Regions from separate parts of the Mus musculus genome. Here all the other regions are linked to region 1. A link is a contact called in public ChIA-PET and Hi-C data. All regions are on one chromosome and are shown on one strand. The core of a region is the stretch at or near the end of the contact, and the rest is flanking DNA. Distances in the headings are between cores, read along the strand shown.

Evidence for each region. Hi-C and Micro-C count contacts between places; a contact is called where the count stands out from the background. ChIA-PET counts read pairs in DNA pulled down with a chosen protein or histone mark.
Region 2: a Hi-C map of the N1E-115 cell line shows a contact between it and region 1, with 4 times the contacts expected there. The contact joins the enhancer-like site here to the promoter of Ccno in region 1. A contact is called at or near these places in 2 of 39 promoter capture datasets (liver and pre-B cells), 3 of 484 Hi-C or Micro-C datasets (the N1E-115 cell line and embryonic stem cells), 3 of 115 datasets of contacts at active chromatin or transcription factors (embryonic stem cells and stem cell-derived neural progenitor cells) and 2 of 9 other capture datasets (adipose tissue and pancreatic islet).
Region 3: an RNA polymerase II ChIA-PET map of effector CD8 T cells shows a contact between it and region 1, with 26 read pairs. The contact joins the promoter of Esm1 here to the promoter of Ccno in region 1. A contact is called at or near these places in 3 of 39 promoter capture datasets (embryonic stem cells, hippocampal neurons and stem cell-derived epiblast-like cells), 4 of 115 datasets of contacts at active chromatin or transcription factors (double positive thymocytes, effector CD8 T cells, embryonic stem cells and 1 more) and 3 of 9 other capture datasets (adipose tissue, liver and pancreatic islet).
Region 4: a contact with region 1 is called in a Hi-C map of embryonic fibroblasts, with 4 times the contacts expected there. The contact joins the enhancer-like site here to the promoter of Ccno in region 1. A contact is called at or near these places in 2 of 39 promoter capture datasets (pre-B cells and stem cell-derived epiblast-like cells), 3 of 484 Hi-C or Micro-C datasets (embryonic fibroblasts and embryonic stem cells) and 1 of 115 datasets of contacts at active chromatin or transcription factors (embryonic stem cells).
Region 5: an RNA polymerase II ChIA-PET map of effector CD8 T cells shows a contact between it and region 1, with 14 read pairs. The contact joins the promoter of 1700084D21Rik here to the promoter of Ccno in region 1. A contact is called at or near these places in 7 of 39 promoter capture datasets (the 3T3-L1 cell line, embryonic stem cells, hippocampal neurons and 3 more), 2 of 484 Hi-C or Micro-C datasets (cerebral cortex and double positive thymocytes) and 3 of 115 datasets of contacts at active chromatin or transcription factors (CD8 T cells, effector CD8 T cells and memory CD8 T cells).

What each region holds. Positions count from the first base shown.
Region 1 is chr13:112,986,458-112,989,104 of GRCm38.p6, reverse strand. Ccno (cyclin O) reads right to left here and starts at 1,303. Exons shown (of 3, transcript NM_001081062.1): 1 at 821-1,303; 2 at 29-214. The coding sequence starts at 1,207.
Region 2 is chr13:112,750,569-112,753,215 of GRCm38.p6, reverse strand. No RefSeq gene overlaps it. Among named protein-coding and RNA genes, the nearest start is that of Gm41067, 17 kb to the left of the region's middle. Within about 2 kb of position 1,300, at least 106 of the 459 cell types and tissues checked have an H3K27ac peak or open chromatin away from gene starts, as enhancers often do. A contact at or near this core is called in the N1E-115 cell line, adipose tissue, embryonic stem cells and 2 more, where this site is marked.
Region 3 is chr13:113,208,326-113,210,972 of GRCm38.p6, reverse strand. Esm1 (endothelial cell-specific molecule 1) reads right to left here and starts at 1,314. Exons shown (of 3, transcript NM_023612.3): 1 at 830-1,314. The coding sequence starts at 1,130. All of the region lies in intron 2 of Gm41069 (a long non-coding RNA gene), which reads left to right.
Region 4 is chr13:112,771,681-112,774,327 of GRCm38.p6, reverse strand. Gm41067 (a long non-coding RNA gene) reads right to left here. Exons shown (of 3, transcript XR_873969.2): 2 at 997-2,044. Among named protein-coding and RNA genes, the nearest start is that of Gm41067, 4.4 kb to the right of the region's middle. Within about 2 kb of position 1,292, at least 40 of the 459 cell types and tissues checked have an H3K27ac peak or open chromatin away from gene starts, as enhancers often do. A contact at or near this core is called in embryonic fibroblasts, where this site is marked.
Region 5 is chr13:113,134,760-113,137,406 of GRCm38.p6, reverse strand. 1700084D21Rik (RIKEN cDNA 1700084D21 gene) reads right to left here and starts at 1,331. Exons shown (of 3, transcript NR_131045.1): 1 at 1,138-1,331; 2 at 655-760.

The sequences.
Region 1 (2,647 bases), core at 54-2,553:
CACATCGCACTCTTTCGCCTGGTGGTACCTGCTTGCAAGCGATGAGCAGACAGGTGACCCCGAGCAGCTGGAAGCAGTCTGCAGCAACAGGGGTCGTGAGGAGAAAACGGTCCAGAGTATTCACGGTCAGACACAGCGACTCGAAAGAGAGGCCGAACTGGCGGTGGACTTGCAGGAGCCAGCTGAGCAGTTTACAGCGCGATTCGGCAGTCACCTGGCCGGGAGCGAGAGGGGGAGTGTGCTGAAGCGCGCGCCCGAACAAAACAATCCAGAGAGGCAGAGAGGCAAAGGGGAAAACGCTAAATGACTGAAAAATAGGAGGCACGTGGGGGGGAGGGGGGGAGGTACGGGCCTGCCTTAAACCAGGCGTTCCGGAACGCCTGGGAACGTTTGGGCTCGCGCCTGGTATTGTGCACAGTGCATTAGGGCACACTACCCAGTCTAACCCTCTCAGCAAGTCAAAGGGACTATAAGGGGTGGGGGGTGGGGGGTAAAGTTTTTGTTTTTTTTTTAAACAGAAGTGCAAGCAAATTTAGGAGTTCTGGATCTGACGTAGAAGCTGTCGAACTGCGTTATAATAAAACTCCTCTACCCACCCCCTATAACTTCCGATATCCACCTCTCCACCCACAACCTTTCTCCATCTAAATAGGTCAGTGGGCCAATCCTTGAAGGTCCCAATTGCTCCTACTGATGGCAGATAATGGGCTGCAATGACTAGGGCTGTGCGAAGGGCAGCCAGCAGCCATGGAGAGAGCGAGCTAGCCTGGGAGAGACAGAAGCGCGACGGCCCCGGGTCTGGCTCTTGCCAGCGCCTCACTTGTGGCTGGCGCGCCAGCGACTCCCGCGGGTGGAAAAGATTCTCCTGCGCCTTTCGGAAGTCGTAGCAGCTCTGGCCGTATTCTCGGAAGGTCTGGAGATCCAGCGCTGTCAAGGGCTGGGCAGGGTTGAGTAGGGAGCTGCAGTCCCGCGCCGCAGACACTGCGGGGCTGTCGGCGCCGTCCGAGCTGGAGCTGGGGGACTCGAAAAGGTCACAGACGCCCGAGTCTCCCGGGAGCGAACACGCGTTCAGCGGCCGCAGCGGCTTCTTTCTCCGGAGGCACGGGCGTCTGCTCTTCTTCACTGGGGCGCGGAGGTTCTGGTGGCTGTCTCGCCTCCCGGCTCCCGCGGCGGGGCTGCCCGGGCTGGCAGGGCAAGGGGTAACCATGTTACAATCGGGTAGCGCTCCTAGCGTCTACGACGCCCGGAGCGTCGGCGCGAGAGCTGCGAGGAAGATCCGGTCCCGCTGGCGGCGCAGCTCTAAGTACCCGGACTGTGCCTTCCCTCCACCACTCCCCCGGCCTCTCACTGGCTGAGCCCCGAGCCGCCCACGGGCCGCGCTTTCCCGGAGGCAGAGCCACACCCCTCGCGTGCGAGCAACGCGTGGCCCCCGCGCTGGTTGCAGGGGGAGGAGGCGTTGCAACTCCCGCCTCTCACCCGCCTTCAGCTGCAGGCTCCGCGCGTCTGTCGTCACCGTGGCAACCGCAGCCCGGGTCCTGGCGCCAGCTGCTTGAGCTCGGTGGAAGAGCGTAAAGATCACTGGCCACCTAGGGGAGCCATGGGCCGTCTGAGCGGTTCAGCCGCCCCCGGAAAAAGGGAAAGGCTGCTCCGGGGAACCTGGTCCTTGGTTAGATTGTCTGGCCTGGTGTGATCATCTTTTATGCCAACCCTCATCCAGGTGGGTCCGCCTCTGAGCTCCGGACCAAGATCAGGCTAGGTTTTCTTCAGTGACCCATAAAAGGACTTGATTTGCGACTATTTTATTTCATTCCGCTGGCCCAGGGAAGGAGAACTTTGGCGCGTCGCTAACGTCTGTTAAGTATGTGGGAGCCCGTCCTGTCAGACAGGTATTTGTGATCCAAAAACGTAGGAAGTTACTTCAAATGACCGTCGCACAAGCCCGCTGCCCTCTGGATACTTTGCCCCGCACTTTTCATCCCGAGCCAAACACGCCAAGGCTGCAGCCGTTTAGGGCCTTAATGTCACAGGTGGCATTTCTGTGGAATTGCTCACAGTGTGTTCTGCTTTGGGTCATTAGCTTTTAACCCTCTACCTTTCTAGGTTATTCTTTGTGCCCAGGGTAGGATGGAGGGAAATCAAAGGAATGCAGAGTTGGGGGAGGGGGAGGCGCGGGGACAAGAGAGAAAGGTAGAATGTGACACCTTCTCCATTCTCAACCCGTGTACTCCAAACTCCGGTCCTGATCTAAAAGAGACGTTAAGGCGCTGTGAGTTCTGCACACGCGGCCGTCCTCACTGATTCCAAAGACAGCTGGAAATTGTTGGAGTCCACGTGCAAATCCTCCCCCTAGAAACTTGCCAGAGAAGCAGGTGAGGGGAAAGGGCTGGATTTCAGCTTCTCGCCTCCGTTTCTATTCTCTGTGATTCTGAAGGCGCTTTAAATTGCAGCACTTGTGTGACGCGGGGTTGCTGAGAATCACCTGAGAGGAGTTTTCTACATGCAAGTGCCTGGCTTTCTGTCTCCTCTCAGGCTGTTGATGGGTAACATTACGGGGAGATCAACCGAATCCACAGCAAGGGGGCCACATAGCAGACCTCTTCCTAGAAGAGTTTTCTGGGTGAGGAGGAAGGATCTAGGAACTCTCTGA
Region 2 (2,647 bases), core at 51-2,550, 240 kb after region 1:
CCCATATGCCGGGTTTAATAAGCATCCCAAGGTGCCTGCTGTTGAGATGAACCATCGAGGAGAGAGAGAGAGAGAGAGAGAGAGAGAGAGAGAGAGAGAGAGAGAGAGAGAGAGAGAGAACCCAGTTGAGATATAGGACTGAGCCAGAGAAAGCTGTTGCATGTTATTATAATTAGGTTCAACCCACCAACACCACAAATGTTTTTCACGATAAATGAACCACTTTTTCTGCCTGCAGAGGCCCTTTTCCCAATCATACATTTAGTAGCAGAAGAAGCAGGGTCACAAGGCCGGCCTTTCCCTTCACTGCCACACAGGGTGGGAAGAGAAAGAAAGACGTGGATGTACTCAGAGCCAGAAAGCAGCACCCGCGACTCACTCTTAAACATCATAAAAGCTGGGAAGAAAGCCCCACGGGGGAATCTCTCCAGATGACTTGGATAGGAAGCCAAGGTGCTCCTAATAAAAAAGGCTTGAACATAAAGGTTTGGCACATTCTTAAGATGAGGAGGACAGTCAGGGTGAGTGGTGGAGCTGTGTGCCCTGGCTGTGTTCAACATCTGGAGTCTTGGATGCTTCCAGCAAGGCTCACTAGACCATGATCAGGTGACCATGGAAGATTCCTTACTGGCTAGAAGTACGGAGGGTGGGGGTGGGGGTGGGGGTGGGGGTGAGGGCGGGGAGTCAGGTGGCTTAGAAGAAGGTATTTTTAAGTTGAGCCGAGTGCAATGGCATTACCATCTCCACATTTAGAGACTAGGAGTAAAAAAAGACACAAAGAAAGGAAGTGGACTGCTCTGGGCCTTGGGTTAACTACAGCCCGGCGCTGCTTCCTTATATAGGTTTCGTGTCCTTAGGTTAGGCTTTCAAAAACCCATGTTTTTTTTTTTTTTTTTTTTTATTTATAGGCAAGCAAACCCCAATTTTTCTAAATTCTCCCTAAAGATGATGCTGACCAGACCGTAATTTCTATGATCGCCAGGCCTGGAGCCCGGCCTTTTGCCCTTCCTGTCTGGGCCCCTTAAAGAAACTAGGTTACCCCTCCAGGCCAGTGATATTTCCTTCCTCCTTCCTCCTGTCTTTCTTTGCCTTCCTGCCTCTCCTCTCCCTTCCTCCCCCACTTCTTCCTTTCTCCTTTCTCCCCTCTATATCTGTCTCTCCCTTGCCCTTTCCTCCCTGTCCTTTTCCCCCTCCGGGTCCCCCTCTGGCGCTTGTCTCTAAGCCCCGCCCCCTCTTGTCTCTAAGCCCTCCCAACCCCGGAGGCTGGCGGGTTCCACTTAGTTCCTAGCCTGGCTGGAGGACAGCTGGGGGAGCATTCTGCTGCCAGCGAATTGGCAGAGAGAACAAACTACCTAGGCTCTCCTGGATGGATTTTGTCATGGCAGCTGGCGCACACGACACCTCGTATTTAGGAAAAGAAGCATGGCATTGCTTTAGGATGACAGGACCCCCGTTTCACTCTGCTCCGAATGTTTGTCCTGTTACAGAACTAGTGCAAACAACAACAAAAAAAGTTAAAAGGAAACCCCACCCTTGCACCGTTTCCTCACGCATCTCCCTCCTGCTCCGGGCCTGCCTGGCAGGACCAAGGAGGGAAAATTCTTGTAGTTACAGCCAAGTGAATGGTGGGGCCAGGTTTGGCAGCTGCAAAGGGCTGAGTAAATCTTGGAACACTGGGTCTGAAAGAGCTCTTAAGGAGGACTGAGGCCCGCATTCTCCTCTAATGGGGAAACCAAAGCCAGGCAGGTTGCTTGGTGTTTAGATAAAATTGTGTCTCCCAGTGTTTACATGTCGAGGTCCTAAGAGTCCTCAGAGTTGGATGTTATTTAAAAATACGAGTCTTTAGAGAGGCAATTAAGTTCAAAATAAGGTCATCAGGATGGGCCCAAATCCAGGATTAATTGGGGGCCTGATAGGAAATGGAAACTCAGAGGCATATCATGCAGAGGGAGAGACTGCCCAGCCATGCACAGTCCTCAGAAAATACCCAAGACTACCTACCAACCAAAGTCTAGCCACCAGAACCAGGAAAGAATAAGTTTCCATTGCGGAAGCCACCCAGTGTGTAGTGCTTTGTAATAACAACTCTAGCAAACAGATACACATACTATTCCATAAGACACACGGATACATATCTCACTATAATGATCGATAGAGTGAGACAGGGTCCCTAACTCCCCTCCTTCCAGGTACCCTGCCCCTAGCCTAGCTACAAGTTATGTGATTGCCGAGAGCAAGGGTACTTTCAGGAGGGATAGTTCTCTAAGAGCCTGAAGATCAGCCCCGGCATCTCCCAGGCTGGCATCTGCACGTGTGAGTAGAGGCAAGACTCTGCTCCTATCTCCTTGGCTATGTATTTGTTCCATGTTTTTGAGACACAGCCCTGGCTGTCCTGGAGCTCACAATGGAGACCAGGCTGGTCTCAAACTCATGGAGATGGGCCTGCCTCTGCCTCCCCTGCTAGGATTAAAGGCGTGTGCTACTAGGTGCCGCTCATCAGGTGTAAGTTATGCCCAGTGAATTTGTTTTCAAGGAGCCCAGGAAAAAAAGAGGCAGTCTCTTTTTCTGTGATCGGCATTACAGTTTTAGGACTTGTGTTAACTTTTTAAAGTGACCAGGGCCCTTCATTCTTTTCTGTTCATTTGTT
Region 3 (2,647 bases), core at 65-2,564, 220 kb before region 1:
TATGTATGCAGACTTTTAAATAACCTTTTCTTTTATTTTTATTCATTTAAAAATATTAATTTAGTCACTAGGTTTGAAAATAAATTCCACAGACAAATCAAGGCATCATTTAGCTCTGGTTTCTGTCTTAATTATAATTTCACTTCTTTTCTTTAAATCTATAAAAGAGTCACCTTTTTTAAAAAAAACAGACTTTTAGGTTACTATTATTTCTGCTTGTCTTACAACATCTGCTACTTTCTGCCTAACAGAAACATTTTAAAAGTTAAGCTAGGCTTATTTTATACTTCAGGGGACCCTCTTGCAAGAGCATGAGTTATTTTGTTGCCTGACTTAAGCCCACCTTATGCCATAAAGCACATTAGTGCTCATCAGAAATACTTGAGCCTGAGTAAGGCACTCCTCCCGGTGAACTCTTTCAAGATCAAAGGCTGGTGAAATCTGGGGAGCTAGAAACAGCTTTAAGAGGTTATCTCAGGAGGACCTCTGGAATCATTGGCTTCCAGGGGAACAGACACCTTAAGCATTTGTAACAGGCTACCTGTCAGATTTCTAAAGCCTCTCAGAAAAAGAAGACACACAAGCTACCAACTGCAACTTCCCTTCTCAAATCTGAATGCATGCAGTGAACGGGATGCTGCAGCCCTTGTGACTTCTGCACGCTGCTTTCCAAACCTCCCGGCAGATATCCTTTTTCTCTCTATCAAGCACACCACCTGCATCCAAGCATCCTCCCTGGTTGTTCAGAGGAAGGAACACGCACCTCCTCAGGCTGACTAAATACCCTCCGGGAGCCCTGCACGGTGGGAAGCAAAGAGTCGCTCTTTACCTTTGCAGATACCAAACTCGTCACCAAAATCATCCTCCTCGCTGTAAAAGTGACACTTCAGCCCCGGACCACACTTGACCCCGTCCATGCCTGAGACTGTACGGTAGCAGGTTTCTCCAGGTCCCGCGGCGCACACCTGGCAGCAGCCACAGTCATCCAGCACTGTCCTCTTGCAACGCAGGCTGCTTCTGCACTCAGTTTTGTCACAATGTTCCGGGCAATCCACCGCATATTTGGCGCTCCAGGCCATGCCCAGGTGCAGAGGTACCAGGAGTGTGGTCAGCAGCAAGAGGCTCTTCATGTCTCGCAGCTGGCTCCTGCTCAGCTCCCTGCCGTCGTGGTCTTTGCTGGAGGGAAGCAGCCGTCCAAAGTAGTAGCTGAGCTTCAGCCTACACGGTTATGAGTTTTATACACTGTGTTGCCCGCATGCTTCCCCGTCATCAATTTCCTCAACCCAGCAGCAGCGCTGTGCTCTTGCCAGCCTCTCTTGTTTTAGTTTATGAAATCCAGGATGAAGGCTGGATTAACACGCTGCTGCCATCCAGGAATTGAAAAGCCCAAGCTGATGTCATCTGTTATGTTTAGATGGTTGTTTTGCATGAGGGCTGAAAAACTCTGCTCACATCCGTCTCAAAGACTCAAGGACATCTGAGAAGGGGGAATAACGAAGGTTGCATAGCATAGCCCCCTACTGCACAGGAATTGCTCTGACACCAACATAACACTTAGGATGTAGCTTTGTCTCAGAGTCCCTTAGCACGGAGGAGACTGACATAGACATAAATCAAGCCAGAAGCATCTATCAAGTAAATGATGATGATAATAATAGTAATAATAATAATAATAATAATAATAATAATAATAATAATAATTTGGCATTTTCCTCAATAAATAGCTATGAGATCATTTGGAAGAAGAAATAGTTATATATTGTGTTTTTTCAAGACTTAGAAGAAGGAAAATATTTGGATAGAAGCCTTTTAAAGACTTCTTCCTTCCTCACAAGTTCCTCCTCTGTTGTTATCTCTAAAGTATTTATGCTATCCATGTTCAAGTCTGTCCTTGCTGTTGCTGTGTTTAGTCAGATATGCTACAGCTTAGCATTTTTTTTTAATCAATAGAGAGAGAGAGAGAGAGAGAGAGAGAGAGAGAGAGAGAGAGAAGGTTGTCCCGGCATTGTTACTGAATTACTCAGTTCTGGAAAAACTTGTCAGTTGGACTGCTCCTGACCCAAACCCCCTGGCGAGAAGGCTCATCCATCACCAAGTCTGTGTGTCCAATGACTGCATCCACCCGGTCCTTCCTCTCACCTCCTGGCATCTATCGGAGCTCTTGCTTCAAACTTCCCAAACAAGGCAGTAAGCCCAAAGAAACAAGTGAGCCAGCAGGGAAATCGGAACACAGCTCCAGAAAGGCAAGTCATGGGGAAGGAAAAACATTACCCACCAGGAAACAAGGTCTTCATGCTATGGAGGGACACAGTGTGGCCCCACCAAGGAAAACAATAGTCCTCTCAAAGTATTGGCTGGCCCAGGACCTTGTGTAGCCAGGCTTGTGCAACAAGGGGATGCTAGATGTCAGAGCAGACAGAAAAGTCCTCACACTAATGCTGTGTTCCATTTTTAGCTCCCAACCCAATTTGTCAACAAAAAGATAAAGTCACTACCGACTGGTAAAGAAATGACCCAGCGAAGCGGGTAACTCCTGTCTGTCACAAACTGACTGTGGTGCATCCACAGAACTCCTCGTCTTCTGTTGAGAGCTCATGGCTTTAGAGTGTTTGACCTCTGAAAGCCTTGAGGCCTCTAAAGGCTGACG
Region 4 (2,647 bases), core at 43-2,542, 210 kb after region 1:
CACATCAAATTCCACCCAAGATGTGGTTAAGGCCAGCTGCTAGTGGTGAAAACAGTGAGAGACTATTGTCTCCCATACAGTGTTGGTCATATTTATATGACTCAGCATGAGTCCTTGTCCCTTAGAGGGAGACCATGTAACTATTAAATTGAATCTGCAATATTATTGTGGTACCATTAAATCATATAATATTTCATGGAACTAGTGGGAGGACACAATTAAATATGATGTAACCATCACACTCACGTGAAAACATGCACGCTCACATATTAGATCTAGTAGCTCTGCTTCCCAGACAGGCATGCAAAGACAAATACATCAGATGTCTATTGCACCATTCATAGCTGCAAAAAACTAGAAATAGCAACTCCCAGTAGGGCTTACACTTTAAAAGGTATAGTATCTTCATTCCATGAAATGCTGGGTAGTCATTTTGAAAGCAGAATCATTACACATAGGTGAACTTGAAAGGATATCTGGTTCTGTTGTCATAGTGTGAATAAAAGAAATTATAGAATAGAGTATATAATATAAGCCACTTGGTAGAAAATCAAGTAAGTGTATCTAATATGTAATAGGAATATAACTGACACAGATACTTCTATCAAGATAATGAATGCAACTGATTAACATAGGTAAAACTGCCTCAATAATTATCTCCAGGATTCAGATTCTAGGAGATGTTTATCCTTTATTCATTTCTGTGTGTGAATTGTTTATAGTGATCATGCTGGCTTAACACACATTATAACATAACATAATTCATAATGAACATGATTATAACATACTAACTTATCAGCACAGAAAAAATAGCTAAAGAGAAATACACTAATGTATGATTCCAATAGTTGTTTCTCCATCAGGGAATTGTGAAAGTTTTAAAAAAATTACTATTGCTTCAACAAACTAGGCTCTGTGTGGGTATCATACTTTGTACCCAAAAAAGGAGACAAAGCAGGCGAGAAGGGCAGGAGTGTTTAGGGGTGACTTACATACCTAAGCATGGTCTGGATGGTTCTCAGATCACCTTCGATTTTCTCCTGGGGTGTTGGCAGGATCTAGCTTCACGCTTTCTAATCACCAGTAAAAAATTTCAGAGCGCAGGAAACAGAATGGGGAGGCTCAGGAAGCTTTAAAAGGCCAAATGACTGGGGGAAAAGTTTCAAGGCTCGGAAGGCAAATGCATAAGATGCTTTCACTGGGGATTTCCACAGAATGTGTGGTCACTACGGTGCTATTCATACACACCACCGACACTGAAAATTCTTCTTAGGGATACTCACTCCTAAGGGAGCAGTTTCTCCATTGGTTTGTAAGAAGTGTCAGCACGTGGGACCGACTCCAGGCCAGAGCCCGTCGGGAGCGTTAGAGTCTCAGGCTCGTGTGTTCTCATCCCCACGGTATCAGCTCACTTCGTAGAAGTTCTCACGGCTTAGTTTTTCTCAGAAATGTAGACCATTCCCATGCCAAACAAACAAACAAACAAACAAACAAATAAATAAATAAATAAATAAATGTGGGCATTGGTTCTCCACCTCAGGGATTGTTTCCTGATAAATTGTCTTGTGGGCAGACTTTAGTGTGCCCAGCAAATATTTGCTGTAGGTTTGTGATGCCCCAGGACTTGAACTGCACAGATCACAATGAGTTAAAGTGAACCACTTCTTGCAGGCCCTCTGTTTCCTCGCACTTATGGCCTCCCCTTGGATTTCCCTTCTAATTCAGGAAGAATTGGCACTAGAACCAAAAGGGCTGCTGTGTCAATAACCCACACACCAGCAGGTGGGGTTTCCTTTGCAAAAAGCAGAAAGAAAGAAAAAAAAATCAGATTTATGATGATATCTGCGCTCGAGTCACCGAGTAGCCCTATCATTCCCCATGGGGTTTTGCTGATGGAAACCATCTTATTGATGGAAAATCACCGGATTGCTTCAGCTCCCCGCCGTTGAATTAGTAATTGGGATGCCTCAAGGCTTCGTGGCAAGGGTTGCAGCCGGCATAAATAACGTTGCTTTGGGACCTCGAACCTTTCCAAGGACCAAAGCTAGGAAAAGAAAGAAGAGTTGGTTCAAATGGCACAAAGACAAAAATATTATTTAAGTCTGTGACAGTTTTTAGTCTCATCCATGCATGTACAATTTTTTTTTTAAACAAAAAAATCTATTCAGCACTTGGGCACAAAGTACACGTCGTACCCAGGAAGTTCAAATGTCGATTATCATTATTAATATCCTTGGTTTCCTTGCTTGGTCATTGCCAAATAAAACAACCCATTAAGTAAAAGCTGATGCAGGAAAAGGGGCCGGGAGCAAAGCTGTCCCAGACAGAAACGGGTGGCTCAGCTTTTCCGTCTTCCCTAGAGAGGTTTTTCCAGTGACTAGAACCCAAGTTTGGATGGAGAAGGCTTCTACGGTGTGTCGTGCTCAAAACTGTTTTCTGACAGCCAAAGGGATCATCTAGATGTCCTTGGATGTGATTGAGACAGAAACAAGCAGTTCTGGGAAAAAAAAAAAAAAAGAAAGAAAAAGAAAGAGTCCTCCCCACCCCCATCCCACCCCCGAGGGGGGCAGGGATGATGCTACCAACGCGGTCCTGTTTGGGCTCTGGCAAGCCTCCGTGTGGGATCAGGTGTGGTTTCGTGCTGTTT
Region 5 (2,647 bases), core at 82-2,581, 150 kb before region 1:
TGGGTGTGTGGTTTTCAGCTTCAGACATTTGCTGTAGCTAGATTCAATGTATCAAGCTGAAACATCTATGTAGCTTTGACTTCCTGCCCAACAGCTGGGCTTTCAAATGTCTCAGTATAGGACCACAAAGCTACAACTATATTTCAGTATAAATACTCTAAAAAGCCAAATATGCCCAACTATTTCTTTAAGCTCGTTTAGGGAAAAAAATCAGCCATCACAGCTACCTCTTAAAAAGTCTAAATAACAGAATAGACATTTAAAATTAGTAAACTGGATTTCAATTTTTTTCATGTAACTCATTATGATTATTATGGATATGGCCACAATGAATAATATTTCTGGATATAAGTGACAAAACTACATTTTAAGATTGCTTCTGGCAGAAGTTCAATTGAAATATAGACAGCATATCAAAACCGTTGTGGACTATATGTTTTAATAATACAGAATCCATATATATCCATCATCTAGGCCATACCGTCATTTAGTTATCAAATTTTACCAACTCAGGGACTTTTGACAGATAAAAATGCCATATCTTATAAGCTAAATATTATGTTTAGGTGCATAAAAAAATAAAACAAACACATAATTATTTGGGGGTAGAGAAAACACTAAGCTACATGTTTGAGAAATGAAATATTCAGCTACCTTATGGGACTACAGAGGTGTGTCATCTTAGGCTCCAGTTCCTGGTCTCTGGGCACTGAGGAAGGCATGGAAGGAGGGACTTCAGAGTTCTTCTCCTCTATAATCACTGAAAAGCAGGATTCAGTCACCCTAGACTCTACTTATTTGGCGACTCAGACTACACCCACATCAGTCACAATAAAGGAGAAGCCAGTTTTGCATCTGGCAAAGATTGTGATTTGGAAATGATTCCAGGCAGGGTTGGCGTACAGGATGGGTACCACTTGCAAGCTAGGGGAAATACCCACGCTCTCCCTAGACCAAATAGGTAATAGCCATGACCATTCCTCTATTATAAGCCTTGCCACGGCACTATTTGGTTCACATCATCTATTCCACAGCACCTGGGCTGTCTTCTCTGACCTATTTGTGTTTGATTTGTGTTTGGGGTTTTAGTCAGTCCTCATCCCTTCTTGTACTTCAGTGGAGGCAATTTCTCCTAACCTGTTTCCAATTCCTCTATCTCCTGAGCTGAGTGGATTCTCTTCCTTGCAGTTTCCATCAATCCATGGCCTTTTCCATCAGGGCCTGAAGGCTGCTAGCAGAATATTCACTTCCAGGAAGCTAGGATGAGGGTCTTAAGCCCACACCCATCGTAACACACCTACTCCAACAAGGCCACACCTTCTAGTAGTGCCACTCCCTGGGCCGAGCATATATAGACCATCACAATGTGCCTCTGTGGCCTTGACATCAGCCATTTTGTGTAATGATGGAATGAAACCCTGGTTAGAGTGGACTTAGGGGACAGCCAAGGTAGATGGACTGGAGTCAGAGAGGGAAATATTATGAAGGTAAAAAGCTAACATGAAGAAGATGGGTTCAAGGAATTGAGAGGGCAGGGCACTGCACAGGTACTGAGCCACCTAGAAAGAAGGCAGAAATTGTAGTAGAGAAGGAAGACTAACCTAGGGTCTAAAGTTTTCTAGTAATGAGAAAATTCCTTGGAAACACTCAAGAGAATGGAAACACATGGCTCAGCCATTTTCTCCTGAGTACACACTCAAAGGAATGCAAGCAAAGACCTGTGAAGCAATGATAGTAGCCAGGAATTGAGAACAGCCCGACACCTTCAGCAGGTGAATGGGTAAACGGTGGTGCATTATTCAACAATTAGAATACATTCTGATGCAGGCTGCAACAAGAATGGACCTTAAAAATACTATACCAACAGAACAAAGCAGTCAAAAGGATGAGTGGTATTTGATTCGACTCCTTTGAAACATTTAAACAGGCAAACCCATTGACACAGAATAAAGGTCACCAGATGCTGAGCGGAAGGGAGAATAGAAGGGCATTTCTTGCCTTACAGTTCTAGAGTTTCTGATAGGAAGTGATGAGAAAGATTTAGAAAGGTAGCAGTGAGAATTTGAGATGTTATGCCTCTATTTGATACTATTGAAGTCATTAGTAACATGGTTTAAAAGGGCATTTTTATAATCTATCTAGTATTTAAATTAATAATGCAATATACCTAAAATCATCTAATTACACTGTTACATAGATGACATGTATAGCTTATGACCTAAATCTTAATGCAGTGACTACACGAAGCTAGAAATGAGTGACTGTCCCAGAGACAGAGCAGAAGCAGCAGCAAGCGGGTGGTTTAGGTGGTGACATGAAAGGATGTGCTACTGTGTTGTGTGCTGAGAGGCTGGGGAGAGCACTCTGTTACCTAGAAAAACCCACCACACGGTACATTTTGGCCTAGACCACATCTAACTGACCAAACTCTAACCAAATGAATTTGGTGAGAACCCCATCAAAGTCTGTTCTCATGTCAAAGTTCAATCTAAGCCCACAGTTCAGAAAGTCAGTGAATTGCGTGGACCCTTTTTCCACCACCACTTTGTGGGGAAAGCCTGTTCCCACACCATCCTTTACTGACAGAAAAGAACAGTGATGACCTAAACTCTGGCAGAAACACAGGAGCCCATGGCCTTCCACATTC